Regions from separate parts of the Mus musculus genome. Here region 1 is linked to region 2. A link is a contact called in public Hi-C data. All regions are on one chromosome and are shown on one strand. The core of a region is the stretch at or near the end of the contact, and the rest is flanking DNA. Distances in the headings are between cores, read along the strand shown.

Region 1 (5,617 bases), core at 1,083-3,582, 290 kb after region 2:
TATAATTAAACATATTGATTAGCCTCTTCCTGTCCTTACACGTTTTCCCATTGGCCATTTCCTTTAGAAAACACCCTGACCTTTCCCACTTACTGCAGAGGCAATGCGAGTTTCCCCCTATGCTTAATAACTTTCAATTTACAAGTTAGTCTCTACACAGCTTAGCGAATTTAGGTTTTAAGTATTAATACCCCCAAAGATTACATATTATTAATTTTTTTGTATTTTTCTATCAACTTCTGTGTTTACTCATGTAGGTAGAAATTTCAAAAGCTATCTTCCACATAAGTTTTGTGATTTTTTTTTAACTCCTCACACACATCTACAAGACTTTTAAATCATTTTATCTCACCTTTCTTGTTCTCACTAATTCCAAAATTGGCTGGAATACTTTAGTACAATTTATTTTGAAATGTTACTAAAATATATTTATTGTGAATTTTCTGTTTCAAGAAACCGTCTTTTGTCTTACATGTTACTGTTTCCTCTCCTCGTACTTTTGGATTTGGTTGTGCTCCACGGCTCTCTGCTCACTTGCTTTAGTTCTTTGTTTTGTGTTGCTAACTCTCTTCTTGTCCCTTTGATCTTTCAAGCCTTTTCTTCATGGGGGTCATATACTCTACTCAAATATCTTTCAGGGTATTTGTGACAGGCATAGATGAATATAGAATTCCTCAGTTGCAATCCTTTCTGCTCATGTTTGTTACAGTCTGCAGGTGTTATTCTTTCTTCATTTACTTTCCAATATAATAGGTCCAATGGCATTCTGATTCTGTGTGCTGTGTATAGTATATGTGCATGTGTATAAATATAATAGGCACAGGTGTGGAGGCTAGGGGTCAAGGTTGGTGTCTTTTTCAATCACCCTCTAACTTGTCTTTTGAAGGTAGAGAGATTCACTGAATTTGAGGTTCACCAGTTCATCTTGGCTAGCTAGCCAGTAAGCCCCCAAGGTCCTTCTGTCTACCATTCCCTAAGCCAATGTACTGAGGTTACAGGTACATGTAACATACTTGGCTTTGTCTGTTGTTGTTGTTGCTGCTGCTTCTGCTGTGTGTGTGTTTTCTGGGGATCTGAATTTAGGTCTCTGCTTTCCTACTGAGCACTTAATACTCTGAGCCATCTCCCCATGTAAATTTCTTTTTCTCTTATATTTTCTACTAGAAATCTCATAGACATTTGTGTTTATTCATGGCATTCAGTAAGTTTTGCTTGGTTGTACTTGTCTAAAAAATAGAAAACCTCATGGATGCTCCTTTATGTGGTCAGTAAAATGTCTGGCTAACTATCACTGCAGGTAAATGACACAACTGCACACAATGGTAATGGTTGTTCCAGAGATATAAGGTTTGCAATTTCGATGTACTCAGCACTAACTGACAACTCTTGCACACTCCATGGTAATCTCTTCATTGCATCCTGCCAAATGGACAAAAGAGCCTTAAGGAATTGTGGTTCAGAGCATGGATATCTGGAATTAGGGCTTATATGTTCAAATACCTGGCTCCCTGATAATGTCTTTGTGACTTTCGGTAAGTTAAACTCACTAATACTCGTTTCTCCTCTTACAAATTAGTGAAAATATCTCTATTAATGGAGATGATATATTAGTTTGTTCTTTAAATGACCATCTTGCCACTGGCCCCTTCCCTCTCTCATTCTTTAAGTCCCCCTTGAAGTAGTCATAGCTAGTCTTATAGTTTTAACTCATCTATATTATAGTATCTAACAAAACTGCTTGCTATAATAATAAGCAAGGCCAGTTGTTTGCTATTAGCATTCAATGACCTCAGTACTTGAAACCGCTCTATTTACTCTTGGTGTATATTCTCTCTGTTAATATTTTCATTTAGAACTAAGTGGAAAGCACACTATTCCTAGACTGCCGTAAAACTGCAGTGAGTATAAATGGCAGCATTTATCATGGATGCTGTAAGTAAAGGCTAACAGCACTTGCCCATTTCATTCTCTTTCAATCTTTTGTTTAATTTTAGTTTATTCCCAATCTATTGCAGGTATTTAATTTCCAGAGTCTTACACTCATCTCTTCAAAAAGCTGGAAACTTATTCTAACTACAGCATTTAGATGTTGGGCTTTTGGTAGTGACTGAATCAGGAGAGTAGGGTGGAGTCCTAGGAGAGGGAGAGGATAATAGAAACATGCATGTCCCTCCATGGTATTATTGTAGTTTAGAGAACCCTGGTCAGAGCCCATGCCTCTAGAAATATGAGCCAAAACTAACCTCATTCCTTTGCAAATAAGCTCACAGTAAATGATTAATATAATTCTCAAAAGCTGACTCATCAGCATTTAGACAACACTATTTATCCCAAGGCAGACGGAGGCACGCTAAGACACATTCCAGTTCATACTGGGAAGAATGCTTCACACAGTGCAGAAATGGAAGATGGGGTCTGTTTATTAGGACTAAACTGACATTAGGAGTTTTCAGTCTATCAACATCTACTTTTCCAGTTAATAGTAAAACAACGTTATCTTCATCTTAAATGCAAAATAGTAGCAATAAGATATGTTTGGGTAACTCAAATTACTCAAAAGAAGGAGGAGGAGGAGGAGGAGGAGGAGGAGGAGGAGGAGGAGGAGGAGGAGGAGGAGGAAGAGGAGAAGCAGCAGCAGCTTCAACCCCCCCCCCCCCCACCCCATGATAGTAGCGCTGGGAAGTGTGGTGATGCTCAGTTTGGCAATGAGAGTGAGAAGACATGACTTCAATCCATCCTGATAGCTTCAGTGTTTACTGCTTAAACTATAGGACAGTATTTAAATGATAGGGTTGGGAAGGAAGGAATAAGGCACAAATTATTGTAATCAAACCAATTCAAACCCAAGACTGTTTGCTGTGGAAACTAGATGTAAAACAGAGAGAATGATAAATCCAATCAAGACACTTTCTATAAGGAAAGAAAGTGCTCCATGACATGCAATTACGATCCATTTTCTCCAACGAATGAAGGTGAAAACGATGCCTGAAAACACGCTACTCTTCCAGTGTTCCCTGCAATCTGCACTGCTCTCTGTAGCATGACTCATTAGAGCACTCCGCCATACTAGCAATCAGTGATCCTGCCATTTCACAAGGCTCTTATTTACATTCACTTAAGGCAGGAAATACAGAGTTCTTTCTCTTATAATGTTTGTTAATTAAAGCTTTTATGAATTCACATCGTAATACGCATAGATCTGCAAATTATTGCATCAGGTTTGAAGATACTTTTTATTAGATATTTTCTTTATTTACATTTCAAATGTTATCCCCTTTCCTAGTTTCCCCTCTGAAAATCCCCTATCCCCTTCACCATCCCACCTACTCCCCAACCCACCCACTGGCATTCCCATATACTGGGGCATAGAACCTTCACAGGACCAAGGGCCTCTCCTCCCATTGATGACGAACTAGGCCTTCCTCTGCTACATATGCAGCTAGGGCCACAAGTTCCACCATGTGTTTTCTTTGATTGGTGGTTTAGTTCCAAGGAGCTCTGGGGGTACTGGTTGGTTCATATTGATGTTCCTCCTATGGGGCTTCAGACCCCTTCAGCTCCTTGGGTCCTGTCTCTAACTCCAGATTTGAAGATATTTTATTCTCAGGTACTATAAAGTACAATATAGAAAGGGGCAAAACTCATCAACATCAACGAAAAACATGCTCAGATTCTCTTTTTGTCAAAGCGTTATTTACTTAATGCCTTATTAAATAGTTACAATTGATATATGTAATTTAAAATGTCTAGCAAGTGGAATACTCTTGATGACCACTGAGAACAATGAGAAAAGACTGCAAACACTCCCCTGCTTAATGTCATGAGGTTGTAAATAGAAATATTAGTAACTAAGACAGATAAGACTACAACATGACTGTTAACTGCTCTCACTTGCTCAGACCACTTGACACATAACCATCTCTGTCACCTTTATGTCACAGTTAGAGAGAAAGGCTTTATTTTAAAAATCACAAAAATACCAATGCACAAAATGCCCTAAGTTGTCCAATAATGCTTGCTTCATGAATGGCAATAAATATTTCCTACAATCTGATAGCTATCATTTAAAAACTCTAGTATTTCCAGTTATTTTTCTAAAGTCACCCAGTTTCATCTGTTTTTACTTCTAACACAGCACAGAAAAATATGACTATAAACAAATCTGCAGAAGGAACAGCAGCAAGGCCAATGAAGCCCGTCTTTATCACTAAACTAAGCATATATGTGAAAGTCACAAGTTTACAGCTGAAGGGAGGCTTGGGTCTCATTTGACCTAATTTTATCATACATGACAATGTTACAGTAGAAAAAGCCCTAGATTTCTGTAGAAAGGAGACGAGAGAACAGCCGAGCAAAGCAAAAAGATGCAGTTTCCTGTGCATTTGTTTAATTGGGTGCATACAGTGTCTATCTTCTATATGACAAGACTGTGGTGATCCTGGCCTCAGACAGATTTCATCTTTGTTGCCACTGACAACCCCTTAGTCCACTGCCAGGAGCCCCAACCCTCACAGTGGGACTTGGAGTACTCTCTAAGAGTAAGGCCTTGGGTTTCAGTGAGGCCCAGGAATTTTTCCAGGATCAATTTGACAAGCGAGTCAGGTTTAATGAGTATGAAGTTACTTGAAAAGAGAGTGAGACCAACTGTCTTTGAGAAAAGATTATGGATTCATTGACCATTATCTAAAAAACTAAAACAAAAATAAAAATAAAAACAAACTAAGAAGTCTTAAGAATAATTTAAGGGAAACTAAAATTCCTCATAATTTTATTTTTCAATAAGTACAGCATCAGGATGGTGGAGGAACATTTCCCCTTTCTACTCAGTACTTGACTTAACTAAAAAGCTGCTAAAGGCATGTTTTGGGCAGAGAGGGGGTGGAGAGGGAGAGAGAAGGAGATGGAGGGGGAGAAGGAGGAGAGGGGGAATGAATAAAGAGGAAGAGGGAAAAGGGGAGAGAGAGAGGGAGAGAAAGAGAGAGAGAGAGAAAGAGAGAGAGGGGGGAAGAAGGAGGAGGAAGAGGAGGAGGAAGAAGAGGAAGAGGGAGAGGAGGAGGGGGAGGAGGAGGGGGAGGGGAGGGAAGGGAAGGCAGGGGGTGGGGAGGGGAGGTAATCAGATAGAGACTGAGAGCTCTAGAGCCAGCAATCACACTGGAGCACTTCAGGGTAGAAAAGCCTGCTTCTGTCAAGCTTGACAGTTTGTATTTGATCCCCTTGACTCACACATAACAGAAGGAGATGACTGAACTAGACTCCTGCTTCTGACCTGCACATGTGTACCATAGTGTAATAAATTAAAGTGTGCATGTGTTTCCAAGGCACACTTGTTACTACACTGTTGTTAGGATTGACCATCACACACAGTACTTCCATTGAGTCCAAGTCATGTGAAGGCAAGCCTATAGGAAACTCATGCATTTCCCTCAGTATCTTTTACATGATCAGAAAAGGTGTAGTCTACTGAAAGTTAGGATGGGATAGAGGAAATGAGGTAAGAGAAAGAAAGTGGAGACAAAGGAAGGAAAAGAAGAGAAAGGAAGTAGGGGGTGGAAGACTAGGTGGAGAGGAAGCAGAAAGAAGTAAAACCAGCACACAGAAGGAACAAGGAGCCCGGATG
Region 2 (4,882 bases), core at 1,614-4,113:
TCTGCACAATGGCATCTCTGTTGGACTTCGGGAATGAGGAAGTTGCCTTGGCCAGACCAGGGTTTTTAAGTTAATTTCAGCCAATCAAAATTAAGGCGTTCACACATTACTTCTTCGAGCTGCCCTTACTCCAGCCTTATCACACTCATGTGCACACCCCCCCCCACACACACTCTATGGCTTGGTTTCCATGGTTACATGCCTGTGCACGCTCGTGCTCCCCCCCCCCCCCCCGTGGTGAGTGCAGCTTTGCAGCCAGGGAGATGTGCTTCCTGGGGCCACCTGTTCCTTCTGCTTTCCTCCTGGTGGGTTGTTGTCAGGGAATGACCTGGAGCAGCCTTGTTGGTTAAATGAAGTTCAACCTTAGATCAGATTCTCTAAAATGGAACCTGAGCCCAAGATAGAGTTGGTCTGGTCTCTCATCTTACTCCACCCCACTTCTTCATGAAAATTCTTGGTGACTCAACCAGGACACTAAATGGCTAAATTAACTCCTCCTAAGAACTTGTGATCTTTCCCCATTGCCCCAGGGAGTTCCTTCTCTCCTGCTTCTGCCTTTCTTTTAAAGACTGCTTCAACCCTCTTCTTCGGAGACAGCACCCACAAATGTCACACCCCATGACTACAGAGCCAGCCAGCATTTAAAAGTCCTGAGGATATCCACAAATTGGAGACTCCTATGACATAAAATAGAGATGGAACACAAGAGAGAAACGTTAGTTCCACCTAGGGCATCCACTTCAAGCAAAACTTCATGTCCCAACTAGAAAGTCTATGAATGTACTTGGTCCAAACCCATGGAAACCCTTTGGCAACTCCATCTCCAGGGTTAATATGTACTTATAACACACACACACACACACACACACACACACACACACACACACCATACACACTTTTCTGGTTTTTGTAGTTTAGGGCACTGCCTCAGCTCCATACTCTCCCCAGCCAGCCTGAAAGAAAGAGGGGTCTCATTTTTCCCTGTAATTCCCTTCCCAGTTGTCCTTCCTGGTCCAAAGAAGGATAGGAACCAGTAGTCACCCTCCAGGCTCTCACACCATGCATCATAAACATCATTGACCTGTGTCTGGGGCAAAGCAGGATGACACTTTTACAGCAACCAGAGAGGTGTGGCCTAGCCTCACTTCCTTCCCATAGTTTCATGCAATGACATTTGGGGAGAAACTCTCACTCCATCATGGTGGGGAAAAGCGGTGGTGGGTGCTTTTCCTCCTGCCTCAGGCTGAGGCTCTTGCCCAGCCTTCCCTTCTGTGAAGAAGATGCAAATACAGAGCCCCAGAGTGCACACATGGGTTTGCACATAGCCGCTTGTTCGTGCCTTTTCTATTTGGCCCTCTGTGCAATGCAGGTCAGAATCAAACTCTCAGCCTGCTGCAGGATGGAATCAGGAATGCAGAGGTACAAGAGACTGCAGGACATACACCATTGGTTCTGTCCCCTGTCTCCTGGATTGTGGCCTGGGGGTTCATCCCCTCCCCCTGTGCTCCAAGACAAGAAGGAAGCCAATACCAAGGCTCATCAAGCCCCAGGTATACTAGGATAAGTGGCTGGCAAGAGGGCCCCAATGTGTGCACTGGTAACACATAACCGGTTTTCTTTATTTGGTATTTCTTCTTCTTCTGACCTTCTAGATGGGTATAAGTCAAGGCTTATGAAAATCAAGACCACACAATCCTCAAAACAACACTCATTCACACAAACACACACACATACACACACACACACACACACACACACACACACACACACAAAGAGAGAGAGGAAGAGAGAGAGAGAGAATAAAAAGATAAGTTTTCAATACCTTAGTCACCAGTCTCAAATGGGGAGGGAATTCTATTCTACAAGTACTCAGGTTTTAGAGAGAATGGAAGTAAAAGACTTTTAAGAGACAATCATTAGTTCCTTCTAGTTCCACTTTCAGCAAAACTCCATGTCCTAACTAGAAAGTCTATGAATGTACTTGGTCCAAACCCATGGCAACCCTTTGGCAACTCCATCTCCAGGGTTAATATGTACTTATAACACACACACACACACACACACACACACACACACACCATACACACTTTTCTGGGTTTTGAGGGGTTTTTTGTTTTTGTTTTTTGTTTTGTTTTTTTTTTTTGTTGTTGTTGTTGTTTTGTTTTTTGTTTTTGTTTTTGTTTTTGTAGTTTAGGGCACTGCTTTAGCTTCATACTCTCCCCAGCCAGCCTGGAAGAAAGAGGGGTCTCATTTCCCCCTGTAATTCCCTTCCCAGTCTTCCTTCCTGGCCCAAAGAAGGATAGGAACCAGTAGTCACCCTCCAGGCTCTCACACCTAAAGTCTCTATTAGAGATAGACTTTACCCTAGACTCTCTGGGAAATTCCATAAACCAGGAGGATCCTGTGAATGTTCTGAACATGGCAACCAACCAGATTCTCAAGGCATCACACCATCACCCCCTTGTCCTCTTCCAAGAAACAGGACATCGTCAGTCAGTCTCTATCACATGCTATTTGGCTGGTTTCTCAAATACTAAAAAGAAAGATCTATGGAAGACCCTAAAATGAAAAATGTTGATTTGCTTGTTTTCCCCATGAGGTCTGGCCAGTAGGTGAAAGTTTACATTTCAGTGACACCCTCCAGCCAGATGTGTTTTGTAGAAGACAAGAAAGTGGTCAGAATACCCTATGCACAGGCTTTAAGAGAAAAGCTCAAACTATATTGATAATATACAACCAGAAAATATCTAACTTTACGCTCTGCATGAGCAAAAATGGAAATACTCAATAACAGAGGTATCCTTGAGGGACAGAGACCCAACTTAAGCCCCGCCAACTAAGCACAGTCTTGCAACCAGCCTCTGTCCTTCACCATTGTGTTCAGCAGGTGGCAGCAGTGGGACAGATTTTTAAAAGGCCGAGTTTACATCCTCTTCACAATGAGAGATTTAAAGCTTCGTGTAAGAAGTTTTAGGAACTCTTCTCTAGGATCTTGGATAATTCTTATAGGGATTCCAATATACCGTCATCATATTTGGTGGGTGGAACATCCTATCCTTTCTCGCTATCCTATGGCAGATGAAAAGCTCTAACGACTTTACAAAATGCTTGCAGTAAATGCAGCCTTCCGCCAGGGGGCACTTACAGTACCAACAATGGGTACTGTAATGAATTACCAAGTAAGATGTGAGAGTACTGCTATTACAGGATTTTAATGTTTTGTAGGAGTGAGATGTGTGAACAAACTGGGAGGTCCACCCCAGTTTAAAACTAGCTGAGCGAGGGCCTTTCAAATGCATGCAAATGGAGACCCTGGGATTCCTAAAGGCCAAGTTGTATTCACTTTATCCCCCAGTTGCCTCTTGAAGTCTACAAAGCTCTTTGCCCACAGGTGCCTCCTAGTCAAACCAAGGAGCTGTGCTCTTTGTCAATAGCATAGCCCAGCTGACGGGGGTAGGGGGGTGGGGCGGGGGAAGAGAGGGTGGAAAGGGCCAGGCTGTTGATTGCTGGGGAAAAGATACCACCTAATATCATCTATGTAGTTCTGTGAAGACAATTAAGGCTGCCTCCTTTGCAAACAGGAAGGCTATTGGATTAGGAAGAATCTACCCATCACACCGCACTTCCCCAACGCCAACCCACAAGGTGCTTACTTCCCAGGATGCCATTGATAGGCAGTGTTCTATTGATAAGCAAAGGGAATGTTGGGAATGTGATTGTCCCCAGTTTCAAAGGAAGCCAGGATCAATCACAAGCAGGCCTTGTGCAGGCTAGCCTGACTGAAACTATTGAGGGCATTCTACTGCTCTTTCATTACAATCCTTTATACTTGAAGAGGAAGCCCTAGGTGAAACGATGCGTAACTCCCTGGTCTCTTATTCTGGAACCGGCTCCAAATCAATAAATGGAAAAGATTCCCCCCTTACCTTCCTTGTACATGAGGAAATCAGTTAATGTGGCAAATACCAGTCATTCTGAAGATCCTGACTGACTCTTTGGGGCAGAACATCCCAAATACTAAATCTGGAGGTCACCGATCAAGTCAGCCACTGCTATTCAATGTTCAAAAATAGATTTATCAATAAATATGAAAACATACATAGAACAAAAATGCAGGCCCAGTATTTAAGGCAGCTCAAAAGCCAGTGCCCAGGGAGCAGAGATAATCAAATAAAGCCAATACAAATCCACCTAAAGCCAGGACAGCCTCCCTGCCATCACCAATACCCGATGGAAACTGGATCTAGACTAGAATTAAAGCCCACAAGAGATACAGGATTTCTTATTAATTACACTCGCCAGGCTCCTTCCAATATTATTATTTCCTGTATAAGGAAATCACACTGAGAGCAGTTGGTAGTTCATTAGCTGAGTATGTACTACTTTGGCCAAAGCAAGTGGTTTGCAGTTTTAGACCCAAAGTCGCTTTCTCCTTAGTCACTTTAATACACACTCAGTAGCCGTTTGCATTTGAACAGATGAATTCAGCAGCCTCTATTACGTAACCATCTACCACCAGACTGACCCCAATAACGAGACAATTATTATTTATTATAGCTCAGGCCTTAGCTTAGACTATTTTCCAACTAGCTCATATAATTAATTAAACCCATCTATACTAGTATGTGCTTGCCATGTGACCTGTTATATCTCTCTGTGGCCAAGTGATTACAACTTCCTCCCTGTCTGATTAGTATATGCCCACCCACCCGATTCTTCCCAGAGTTCCTCTCTCTCTGCCTGGAAGTCCCACCTTCCCTATCCTGCCAAGTTATAGGCCACCAGCTTTTTATTAAAGCCCATCAGAAAATGCCTCAATGCCTTAGGCAGGTGAGGAAGGACAGAGGCACACTTTCACACAGTATGCAAAAAGATTACTCCA

The links. A called contact is a pair of places that touch in the nucleus more often than the background predicts.
Region 1: a Hi-C map of embryonic fibroblasts shows a contact between it and region 2, with 2.6 times the contacts expected there. The contact joins two enhancer-like sites. A contact is called at or near these places in 1 of 15 datasets of contacts at CTCF or cohesin (large pre-B cells), 6 of 484 Hi-C or Micro-C datasets (the G1E-ER4 cell line, the HPC-7 cell line, adipose-derived mesenchymal stem cells and 2 more) and 2 of 115 datasets of contacts at active chromatin or transcription factors (embryonic stem cells and large pre-B cells).

The regions. Positions count from the first base shown.
Region 1 is chr8:67,723,314-67,728,930 of GRCm38.p6, forward strand. The region is part of intron 12 of Psd3 (pleckstrin and Sec7 domain containing 3); the gene reads right to left. Among named protein-coding and RNA genes, the nearest start is that of Gm32888, 140 kb to the right of the region's middle. Within about 2 kb of position 2,333, at least 17 of the 459 cell types and tissues checked have an H3K27ac peak or open chromatin away from gene starts, as enhancers often do. A contact at or near this core is called in embryonic fibroblasts, where this site is marked.
Region 2 is chr8:67,428,483-67,433,364 of GRCm38.p6, forward strand. No RefSeq gene overlaps it. Among named protein-coding and RNA genes, the nearest start is that of Nat1, 60 kb to the right of the region's middle. Within about 2 kb of position 2,864, at least 32 of the 459 cell types and tissues checked have an H3K27ac peak or open chromatin away from gene starts, as enhancers often do. A contact at or near this core is called in embryonic fibroblasts, where this site is marked.